Linked DNA regions of Mus musculus: regions 2 and 3 are each linked to region 1. A link is a contact called in public HiChIP or PLAC-seq and promoter capture Hi-C data. All regions are on one chromosome and are shown on one strand. Each heading gives the region's core, a stretch centred on a gene start, on an enhancer-like site or on the middle of the called end of the contact. The rest is flanking DNA. Distances are from core to core; before and after follow the strand shown. Region 1 holds the start of Pkd2l1 (polycystic kidney disease 2-like 1). Region 2 overlaps Gm35406 (a long non-coding RNA gene). Region 3 has its middle 19 kb from the start of Wnt8b.

The links. Promoter capture Hi-C pulls out the DNA fragments that hold promoters and counts their contacts. HiChIP or PLAC-seq counts read pairs in DNA pulled down with a chosen protein or histone mark.
Region 2: a contact with region 1 is called in a promoter capture Hi-C map of 3T3-L1-derived adipocytes, with 2.3 times the contacts expected there. The contact joins the enhancer-like site here to the promoter of Pkd2l1 in region 1. A contact is called at or near these places in 18 of 39 promoter capture datasets (the 3T3-L1 cell line, 3T3-L1-derived adipocytes, the C10 cell line and 13 more), 1 of 15 datasets of contacts at CTCF or cohesin (large pre-B cells), 2 of 484 Hi-C or Micro-C datasets (embryonic stem cells and liver), 2 of 115 datasets of contacts at active chromatin or transcription factors (T-cell acute lymphoblastic leukemia and large pre-B cells) and 4 of 9 other capture datasets (embryonic stem cells, liver, macrophages and 1 more).
Region 3: a contact with region 1 is called in an SMC1A HiChIP or PLAC-seq map of large pre-B cells, with 7 times the contacts expected there. The contact joins the enhancer-like site here to the promoter of Pkd2l1 in region 1. A contact is called at or near these places in 16 of 39 promoter capture datasets (the 3T3-L1 cell line, the C10 cell line, the HPC-7 cell line and 10 more), 5 of 15 datasets of contacts at CTCF or cohesin (the NIH/3T3 cell line, embryonic stem cells, large pre-B cells and 2 more), 8 of 484 Hi-C or Micro-C datasets (the C10 cell line, the G1E-ER4 cell line, cerebral cortex and 3 more) and 2 of 9 other capture datasets (liver and pancreatic islet).

What each region holds. Positions count from the first base shown.
Region 1 is chr19:44,190,771-44,193,713 of GRCm38.p6, forward strand. Pkd2l1 (polycystic kidney disease 2-like 1) reads right to left here and starts at 1,672. Exons shown (of 15, transcript NM_181422.3): 1 at 1,270-1,672; 2 at 651-764. The coding sequence starts at 1,504.
Region 2 is chr19:44,456,343-44,459,200 of GRCm38.p6, forward strand. It overlaps Gm35406 (a long non-coding RNA gene), which reads left to right. Exons shown (of 3, transcript XR_386738.2): 2 at 919-1,025; 3 at 1,971-2,141. Among named protein-coding and RNA genes, the nearest start is that of Gm35406, 4.1 kb to the left of the region's middle. Within about 2 kb of position 1,304, at least 59 of the 459 cell types and tissues checked have an H3K27ac peak or open chromatin away from gene starts, as enhancers often do. A contact at or near this core is called in 3T3-L1-derived adipocytes, T-cell acute lymphoblastic leukemia and liver, where this site is marked.
Region 3 is chr19:44,472,999-44,476,047 of GRCm38.p6, forward strand. No RefSeq gene overlaps it. Among named protein-coding and RNA genes, the nearest start is that of Wnt8b, 19 kb to the right of the region's middle. Within about 2 kb of position 1,338, at least 25 of the 459 cell types and tissues checked have an H3K27ac peak or open chromatin away from gene starts, as enhancers often do.

The DNA of each region.
Region 1 (2,943 bases), core at 422-2,921:
GGGGGTGTGTGTGTGTGCAAGCTTCAACTCTGGTCAGAAACACCAGTTGCTCTATAACTCTTAGCTGAATACGCACAGCATAGGTCCCCTCACCTACAGGCCGAGTAGCATCTGTGTGCTCCAGCTTGCTCACAGCCTACACTGTGGTATTGCTACATCTCTGAACCTGGACATCAAAGCTCCCCAGATAGTGTCCCACACTATTGAACCCCAAACCCTCTTCTCAGAAACTCTCCGAAGCCTGAATCATTTTCTTTCTGGCCCTAAGAAACACGGATCATGTGTTACACAGTAACCAATCACACAAAACCCACTAAATAAAAGAGGGGACCCTCTACCCTTTACAAAGGGTTCAACATTTCCACCGGTCAACACAATACGGTGGCTGCTGGCTCAGTAGTAGGCACTTGGATGTGAAAATCAGGTTACCTAGTAATCTCAGACGAATCTCCTTTTATTAACAATATTTCCACCCACTGGGATTCCTCCATTGAACTCAGTGTGAGAAGCCATAGGAGTTGCTTATTGGTATTTACACAAAATTCCCAGGATCCGCTTGCCTAACACAGATGAATACTGCCTGGGAGGTACAGACATTTTACACACTCGTGCCTCTTACAGGCAGATGGTCACAGGCAGCGGCTACTCACACAGACAGATGTCCACGAGGAACACTATGTATACCACAAGCTCCCTCAGGGTGGTCTTGACATAAAGCTCCCTGTTCTCGGCTGTGTTCTCAGTCAGCGTTGTCCCCCACAGTCCTACGGGCGTAGAAAGAAGCTCTGAGTCCCCAACAGCACATCATTTTAGTTATCCAGCCCTCCCTGTCCCTACCCCATCTCCACTGGTCCTTCCTCACCCATCCTGTAACCCCCGGGACCTGACACCCACACCCCTGCCTCCCTGCCTGCCTGCCTGCCCTCCTACAAAGTCTCTGTGAGAGACAGGGTGAGGTTACTGGGTCAGAGTGAGGCTGTGAACAGGGCAGGCATCTGTTTCAGGTGGGGTGGTCTAGAGCCTCCTCACTTCAGTGTTCCATGAACCACGCTCTCCCACAACTCCTGGATTCCAAGGTAATGACTGTGCTAAGTGAGCTTTCTGGCAGACCAGGAGCCAGGCGTCTGTCCTGGGGCAAGCAATCCTAACACCAGCTAATCAAAGACACCAAGGTTTCTTCTTTGGGTCACTTTTGTCCCCCTCTCAAACCTAAGGTCGTCCCTTCTCTGACTCTAACTCTCCAGGAAAACCTCTCCTTGTGCCCCGTACCTCTGATGCTCCGACAGATATGGAGACAGCAGCTGGACACCAGGGTTCTCTGTGTCTTCTCCTGGCATCTGACTTCTGGCTTTTTGGGTTGAGTCTCAGGGAGAGCCACACTGGAGACAGTGCAGATCCTCAGCGTCCTGTTCGGGGAAGGAGGGTCGCTGTAGGCAGGATTGTCCCAGGCTCTGTTCCCCAGGGTTTGTAGCTCCTGATTCTTGGGGCTTTCCATACTATTCATGGGGACAGGAGGTAGAAACCTGCCACCACAGGTGCCCACTCTCACAGGAGACACAGGGACAAAGACCCAGACTGACACTGGTAGCAGAGAGCCCAGGCAGTATTGTCTAAGAGCAGCTGATCCTTTCAACCTCGGCCTCCTGTCTGGGTGGGGGAGCTGAGCTCACATAGGAGAGGGAGCAGGAAGGATGCAGATGGTCATCAATCCTTCAATGAGCTCTCTCTCTCTCTTTTCTCTCTCTCTCTCTCTCTCTCTCTCTCTCTCTCTCTCTCTCTGACACAAAAGGAATGGAACTATAAGGGGAACTGGAATTGAGAAAAGAAAGGGGTGTGAGGATGTTATGCAGACAGACTAGAAGGATGGGGGAGGGGAGCAGGGGGGTGTGCTAGGGCCAGATAGAACCCGGAGTAGGATGTTCAAATCTCCAACTGTTGAGTTGGTCAAAGGGCAGGGACAACGGGGGAGGAGGGAGGGAGCAGTAGAGAAGCTAGGAGAAGAAAGGGTTGCAGAGCTCTGTGGTGGGTGTGAGCTGATACCACTTAAAAAAAAAAAAGGCTTAAAGGGACTACCATGGATTAGGGTGAGGACCAAGCCCAGGGATGTGTTCCTTGACAGCTCTATCAGTAGTCTCCCAGGCCCTTCAGTGTGCCTCCTTCAGCTGTCCCCTGGTGACTGGAGAAGGAGGCTCCCAGTGTGCCCTTCCCTTAGAGGTCAGTGAAAGACACAGGTGAAGGCAATCAGGCTGTCAGATCTTAAGAGATAGGGTCTCTGCTGGTGACAAGAAAAGGAATGCAGAGTTCCAGGCTGGCTTTCTTTCCCTGACGTTTGGCTTCATGGCTTAATGGTGACACACACCCTTAGAGATGGACCTCTTGAGCATGTGGGGCTGGGTAGGGAAGGCATAACTCGGGGCCTAGGGCAAGGGTGAGGTGACATCTGTCTGTACCAGATGATCTGGTCAATCTTTTCCTGGGACGTGACTTAGCACTAGAACTGTAAGCTTCAGCATAAACTGAGTCCGAGAGCTCTTGGGACCAGCAGCATCCCGTCTTGCTCGCTTTCCTGAATGGAGACTTGGCGTGGACCTCTGGTCACAGTACTGCTTGTGCCCAGCTCTGGCCTTTGCTCATTTGCCCAGGTTTCCCTGTAAGCAAGAGCTGTGGCCCAGAATAGTGCTCCTGCTGAAATGTTGGTAGTTGTTCATCCAAGGTGCTGCAGGGGACTCTTCTAACCAAGGATCTTTGCCTACAGTTACTTTAGCCACATTGGCTTCAAGTCTGCCTTCAAGTTCAGCAAAGCATAGCAGCCTGGAGGAGATCTCCAGCCTCAAGTACTCCCAGAGGAAGAACTTAACCTGGTTTAAGCTCCACCCCCTGATTAAGCCATGTTTCCTAAATCCTAAGACAGGGAAGAAAGGTCATGCTCCCTGAACCTGTGAC
Region 2 (2,858 bases), core at 54-2,553, 270 kb after region 1:
GAACAGCGAGTTGAGCTTTGTAACATATACAGTAAGATTGGAAAACTGCATTGAGGCTGAAGTTTTTTAAAGTGAAGCTATCTTATAGCTGGGTGGTGGTGGTACACTCCTTTATCTCAGCGCTTGGGAGACAGAGGGGAGGCAGAGGCAGGCAGATCTCTGAGTTCAAGGCCAGCTTGGTCTATAGAGCAAGTTCCAGAACAACCAGGGCTACACAGAGAAAACCATGTTTTCGAAAAAGAAACAACTGAACAAACAAAAAAGTTAAGCTTACAGAAGTGGCTCAGCTGTTCTTTGATTTGGGGGATGCTGTTGAGAGTGTCTGTAGAGATCTTCATTATACCCAGGGGTGGCTGCTGAGCTGCTATCCTGCGGCACATCATCAAAGTTCAGCTCCTAGCCCATTCGAGAGCAGGGCCATGGCTTCTGCCCCAGGGTTTTATGGGATGCACTCTTAACTCCAGGTCTGCACAGAGCAGGCTTGTGTTCCCATAGCAGGTATACACACCACCTGTCCTCATCTGTAAGGACAAGATCCGAAAGCTATGGCAACCGCCATGGAAACCTCTCTGGATTGGCTTGTCCATGTCCCGTATAATGCCCCCATCCCTCCCACGTTCAAGGCTAGCATGGGACAGACACAAAGGCGTGCCAGAGTCTGTCGTCCCCTGGATCAACGCAGGTGTGCAGGCTGGGCTTGGAATCAATATCTGTTGCCAGGTGGGTACACAGAGCCCCTCAGGGTGATGCTCCTTCCCTGAGGAGGAGCCAGGCCAGCATTTGCATCCCTGCAAGGATGCTCTGACCTCCTCCCTGGGGAAGTTTCACTTGCATCCAGCATAGGGCCACCCTGTGGAGCAGGAAGCAGAGATTCTCATGGATCCCTGTGCTTAGCTGTTACAGTGTTTCTCTCTCCAGAGTTCACAGGGCGGCTCCTTTACAACTGTGCACTTAGTTTCCAGGAGAGCCAGAGGGACCCTGCAGGAGCTGCCTTTTCTCTCTCAGGATGAGGAGCAGAGTTGAAGGTGAGGCAGACACTTCCCTCAGCCCCTGACTGAGAGGGAGAAAGTGAAGCTGCTCAGGACACTGGAATGCCAAGGGTGAGGGCCCCTGCAGCTGGTGCAGGCTCTGAGACTCCCTGGGGACAGGGTGGGGGTGGGGTAGGGGTGGGGCAGAACTGCAGCTGGAGCTGCTGAGGGAGCCTCGCCCCAGCCCTTGCTCAGTTCCTGTGAGACCTGGGCTTCTGTCAGAGCTCTTTGTTCTCACTTCTCTCTGTTCTCCTGCTGGCCCTGTCACCCCTGGCCCTGTCACCCTCCCTTGCTCTGTGTAACCACTGAGGTGTCCCTTCAAGATCTTAGCCTCAGGTGTCTAGAGTGTCTCTTTCTCACCAGTCTGGTATCATGAGTCACTTAGTATTGGTTAATCCTCTTTCTATGTCTGTGAAAGTCTTGCTTTCCAATCTCTTGCATGCAGCCAAAGAAAACAGCTTTTTTTTTTTTTTTTTTTTTTTTTGGAAAACCCTGTGTTTGTAACCCCCGTGTGACCACAAGTGACATATGTTCAAGTTAAGACCAAGTGTCCAATGAGATCTTGGCCAGACTGGGCTGTGACAGAATTTCAACAGGGACCGGTAACAGTGAAGTCCTTCCCATGTTCATCTGAACACCCATACTCCCAAACTCTCATAGTACTTTCAGAACTTAAAGGACTCTTCTGGTGACGACTGTTCCTCAGTCACCTTGGTCATGACAATCGTCTTTAAAATTGAGTCAGTCTTGGCCACAGCCAAAAGTTCCTGGGCTGCTTCCTTGTCATTGCAGTGCCCAGGAGTTCTATGAGGACAGAGATGGGTCCGTGGTGGGTGCCCTGTGTGACCTAGCCTTCTCTCTGCATAGTGAGAAGCTTCCTTGCTGTTTCTCATGACTAAAACATGTTCGCATGACAGTGTGTACTTTGCCTTCTTCATTCAGCCCATGCCGAGAGTCAAGGCTGCAAGATCAAAGATCAGAGGGTTGTCCACTCAGCCTGGTTACCAATGACAAAGAAAGCGCTCAGAGAAACCTCTGGACTTGTGAAAGGACACAGACCCCCTTAGAAACAAGGTGACCTGACCGCAGAGGCCCCAGCTCCGGGTATATCAATCTGCTTCCTTCGTATAAATCATGCCTTCTTTATTTACCCAGGATGGAAGAAATGTCCATTTACCAGTTTTGTTTCATTTTGGTTTGGTTTTCCTGTACCTTCCTGGCTTAGAGGGAAGGAGGAAGACAAAACAAGATAGAGGAAATGGAGGGACAGACAGACTCAGGGTGGCTTCATATTCACCTTTCAAAAAAATACCAACTTTGGCCAACTAGGCAGAGCCAAGGTTTGGTAAGTTGAATTCAACACCTTGGTTTCTGTAGCTCGAGGTGAGCCAAGGGGACGATCACGCACAAGAACCATGAGGCCCAATCCGCACAGAGTTGAGGTGGTGACATGCCCATTCCGAAGTATGGAAGGGACTGGTGGCCCTCGAATCAGGTCAGGCCATCTCCAGTCACGACGTCTGGCTCAGAAGTAGAAGCTTGGCAGAAGCTAGCTGTTCCCAGAGCTGAATCAACCCCGTGCCAATTTGGCTTATGAAATGTTTACCAGCAGCGAGGGAGAGCGTGGCAAAAGGCACAGCGAGGCCCAAAGGGCTTTTAAAACTCCACTTGCTTAATTTCTGTTTTTATAATAATAAGCTTCCGGGAGTGAGTTTCAACAAGCCCGGCCCTCTCAATTGTAGGACCCTGGCCAGAAAGCAAAAGAAGGGTCCCGTGCAGACATGTGTAAAGGAAATCTATTTAAATAAACTATCTGATGAAACGGCATAA
Region 3 (3,049 bases), core at 88-2,587, 280 kb after region 1:
TGGGCCAGCCAGATGCTCAGTGGGTGGTCGCACTCGCTATTTATGACCAGTGACCTGAATTTGACCCTCAGGTCACACACAATGGAAGGAGAGAACCAACTCCCACATTATCCTCTGATCTCTACGTATGTGCCATGCCTATTACACTGCCCACACACACACTCACAGAGTAAATAAAGTAATTTAATAATAACTTTAAAGGATAACTCATGTTTGAAGAGAAGGAAATGTTTACTATCCCGATTGATTATTATACATTGTATGCATTGAACTGCCATAAATTACCAGTTGTGCTGTATAAAGATATACAAATACTATGCAGCATTGAAGTGTCTTTAATTAATTAAAAAAAACCCAACCAAGTAGTTGAGTAGACATTTATATATTCTCTATTATATAGTCATTCTGGGTGTATTGATTTCGCTGAGTCACTAATCGTGCCATTGATAAGAGTGTGTCCAGGAGCAACCATCAGAAATGTAAAATGGGAGAGGAAAGAATTTTACCAGGTGGGGACCAATTAAAACATGTGTAATTAAACCAGATGTGGTGGTGCTTGCCTTTAATTCCAGCAGAGGTAGGTGTGTCTCAGAGTTCAAGGCTAGCCTGGTCTACATAGTAAGTCCCTGGGACCGCCAGAGCTACATTAAGGAGGGAGAGGGGGAGAGGAGAGAAACCTTACTGGAGCTGGAGAGATGGCCCAATGGTTAAGTGTATTACTGCTCTTGAAGACGAATGGTGTTCCGTTCCCACACTCATAAGCAGCTACAACTGTAACTCTAGTCCCAGGGTATGTGAGCATTCTGGCTTCTGTGGGCACATGCATGCACTTGGTACTCATAAGCAAATGTGTCTTCACACACATACAAATCAATAAAGGCAATAATAAGCCTTAGACAAATACCCTCAACAACAACAAAACAACAAAACCAGTACTATTGTGACCCAACACTGTCCTACCAACACAAACCTACCTGTCACAGTGTTGAAATATCACTAAAAGAGAAGCCTAATGTGTCAAGTAATGTCTGACCCATGTACATATTAAAAAAGAATTCTCTCGAAGAAGTGTCTGTCAGACTTGTATTTAGAAAGCCACCCAGAACACCAACCATGACAGTCAATTAAGTTCAACTTCAAGACAAGGCTAGCTCCCGCCTCAGCACTTAGTCTCTTCCAGTTTATTCTAGTTTCACAACGTGGATGACTGAGGTTTCAGACACAGATCTCCAACCCCATGTCCTTTCCATGGAGTTCTCCTCAGGCACCCATGACCTCCAGACAGTCCCTACGTAGACATGTAGGGACGTGCTGCCCCCTGCAGGACACGTGGGCACCTGCAGCCTCTGGATCTACTAAAGTGCCATCCTGCGACGTGCTTGGCGCTGTAGTGTTTGTTCCTTTCCACTGTGCGGCGCTGCTGTTCCGAGTGTTACTGTCCTCCCTGCAAGGGGCAGGAAAACTTCATGACTGCAGGAACCAGGCATAAAAAGGCATAAACAGGGAGGTAGGAAAAGGGGGAGATCACAGAAAGAAGCTGGCAGGCTATTTATGTCCACTGGCTTTCCTTAGAATCCTCCTCATCTGGTCCTTTCCATGAGGAAAGCCACCCCAACTCTCAACACCCCTTTCTTGGGATGCTTCCAAAAGTTCCCAAACCTGGCTTCCAACACAATCGCCAAGGGAAATCTCTTACAGACTTCCAGATTGCTTCCCAGGAAAGTCTGACTCCTAAATGTGGGGAGACATTCGGTCACCATTCCCTCAGATCTCACCAGATGTTGTTGTTGTGTGGTTTACAAAGAAATAAGAGAGCAGAGGCAATCTTAAGGGGCTTGGCCCTTGTGGGACTCCGTGAACTCCCTTTTCTTAGTTCAGTAACAATGAACAGAATTCTGCTGTATGCTCTAGGGATCTGCATGCCCAGGGCAGCCTGCTCAGTTTCCTGAAGCCCATTTAGTGAGTGGCCCTGTGACCCACCTTGTCATGGATTCCAAGAACCAAGCTGCAGTGTCCCCTTTCTTCAGTGTACTGAGAGCGTCCTAGGGAGGGAAACAGGACAGGACCTGGCTGTCCTCAGCATCAGTCAGATCTGGGTTTGTGTCCTGAATTAACATTTTCCTCGCTGTGGGATGATTTAAAATGTCTCCTAATGTTTCCTGTTCCTGACAGCAAACGGAGACAGTCACCTGCCTGCCTCCGAGGCTGCTGTAAGCCTTAAATGTGATCCTGGTCTCTACTGAGCACCCAGGCTGCCCATGGTGTCTAGCAAGTGTCAGCTCTTCCCAGCAGTGAGAACAGCCTTACTGCTATCTCTTCAATGCTGCTCTCTTCAATGCCCTCCACTCCCGTGAACCCACAATGCGCATGGGGTTTTATGCCCTGTTCTGAAGACAGCTGCTTGGCCTCAGCACCAACATCCCATGAAGAAAAGAAAGCCAAGAAGTGTCCGACCTCTGGAGACTCAAGGCTCTTGGACAAGCGCACAGGGTCACTAGGCACTTTTCCATAGCAGGACTTAAGCCAAATGGTCTGCACTTGTTCCTGTAATATACGGGAAAACTCACAACTATGGCCTTCTTCCCTCCAGCCTGCAGTTGCTAACAGAACAGCCCAATGTTACCACACAATTCCTCAACTTCTGCGTCTTTCTTTTCTTCATAAAAAAACACAATGTCCTTTGTATCACCTTAGCCATTTTAAGTGCTATATATCTGTGTAGTTGTGAAACAATCTATCCTACTTCTTTTATCCTTGAGTCGGCTCTCTTTCCGCATCTTACTTCCTTGTGATGGCGCCTGGCATTCAGACTCAGCATCTCTGGCATCCATCCTTGAATACTTCCATCCCTCTGACTAACACTCATTGGTTCCACGGCATTCTGTGGGCCGACCCATTACTCCCTGTGCAGTTCCAGCTACACCATTCTAATCTAGATCCTTATTATTTCTGATCTGTGCAGTGCAAGAGTTTTCTCGGTGATTTTCCTGTCTCACTCTTACTCCAATCTTTATTTTATCCTGGGTCAAGGAGCGAGGCATGGCAGGAA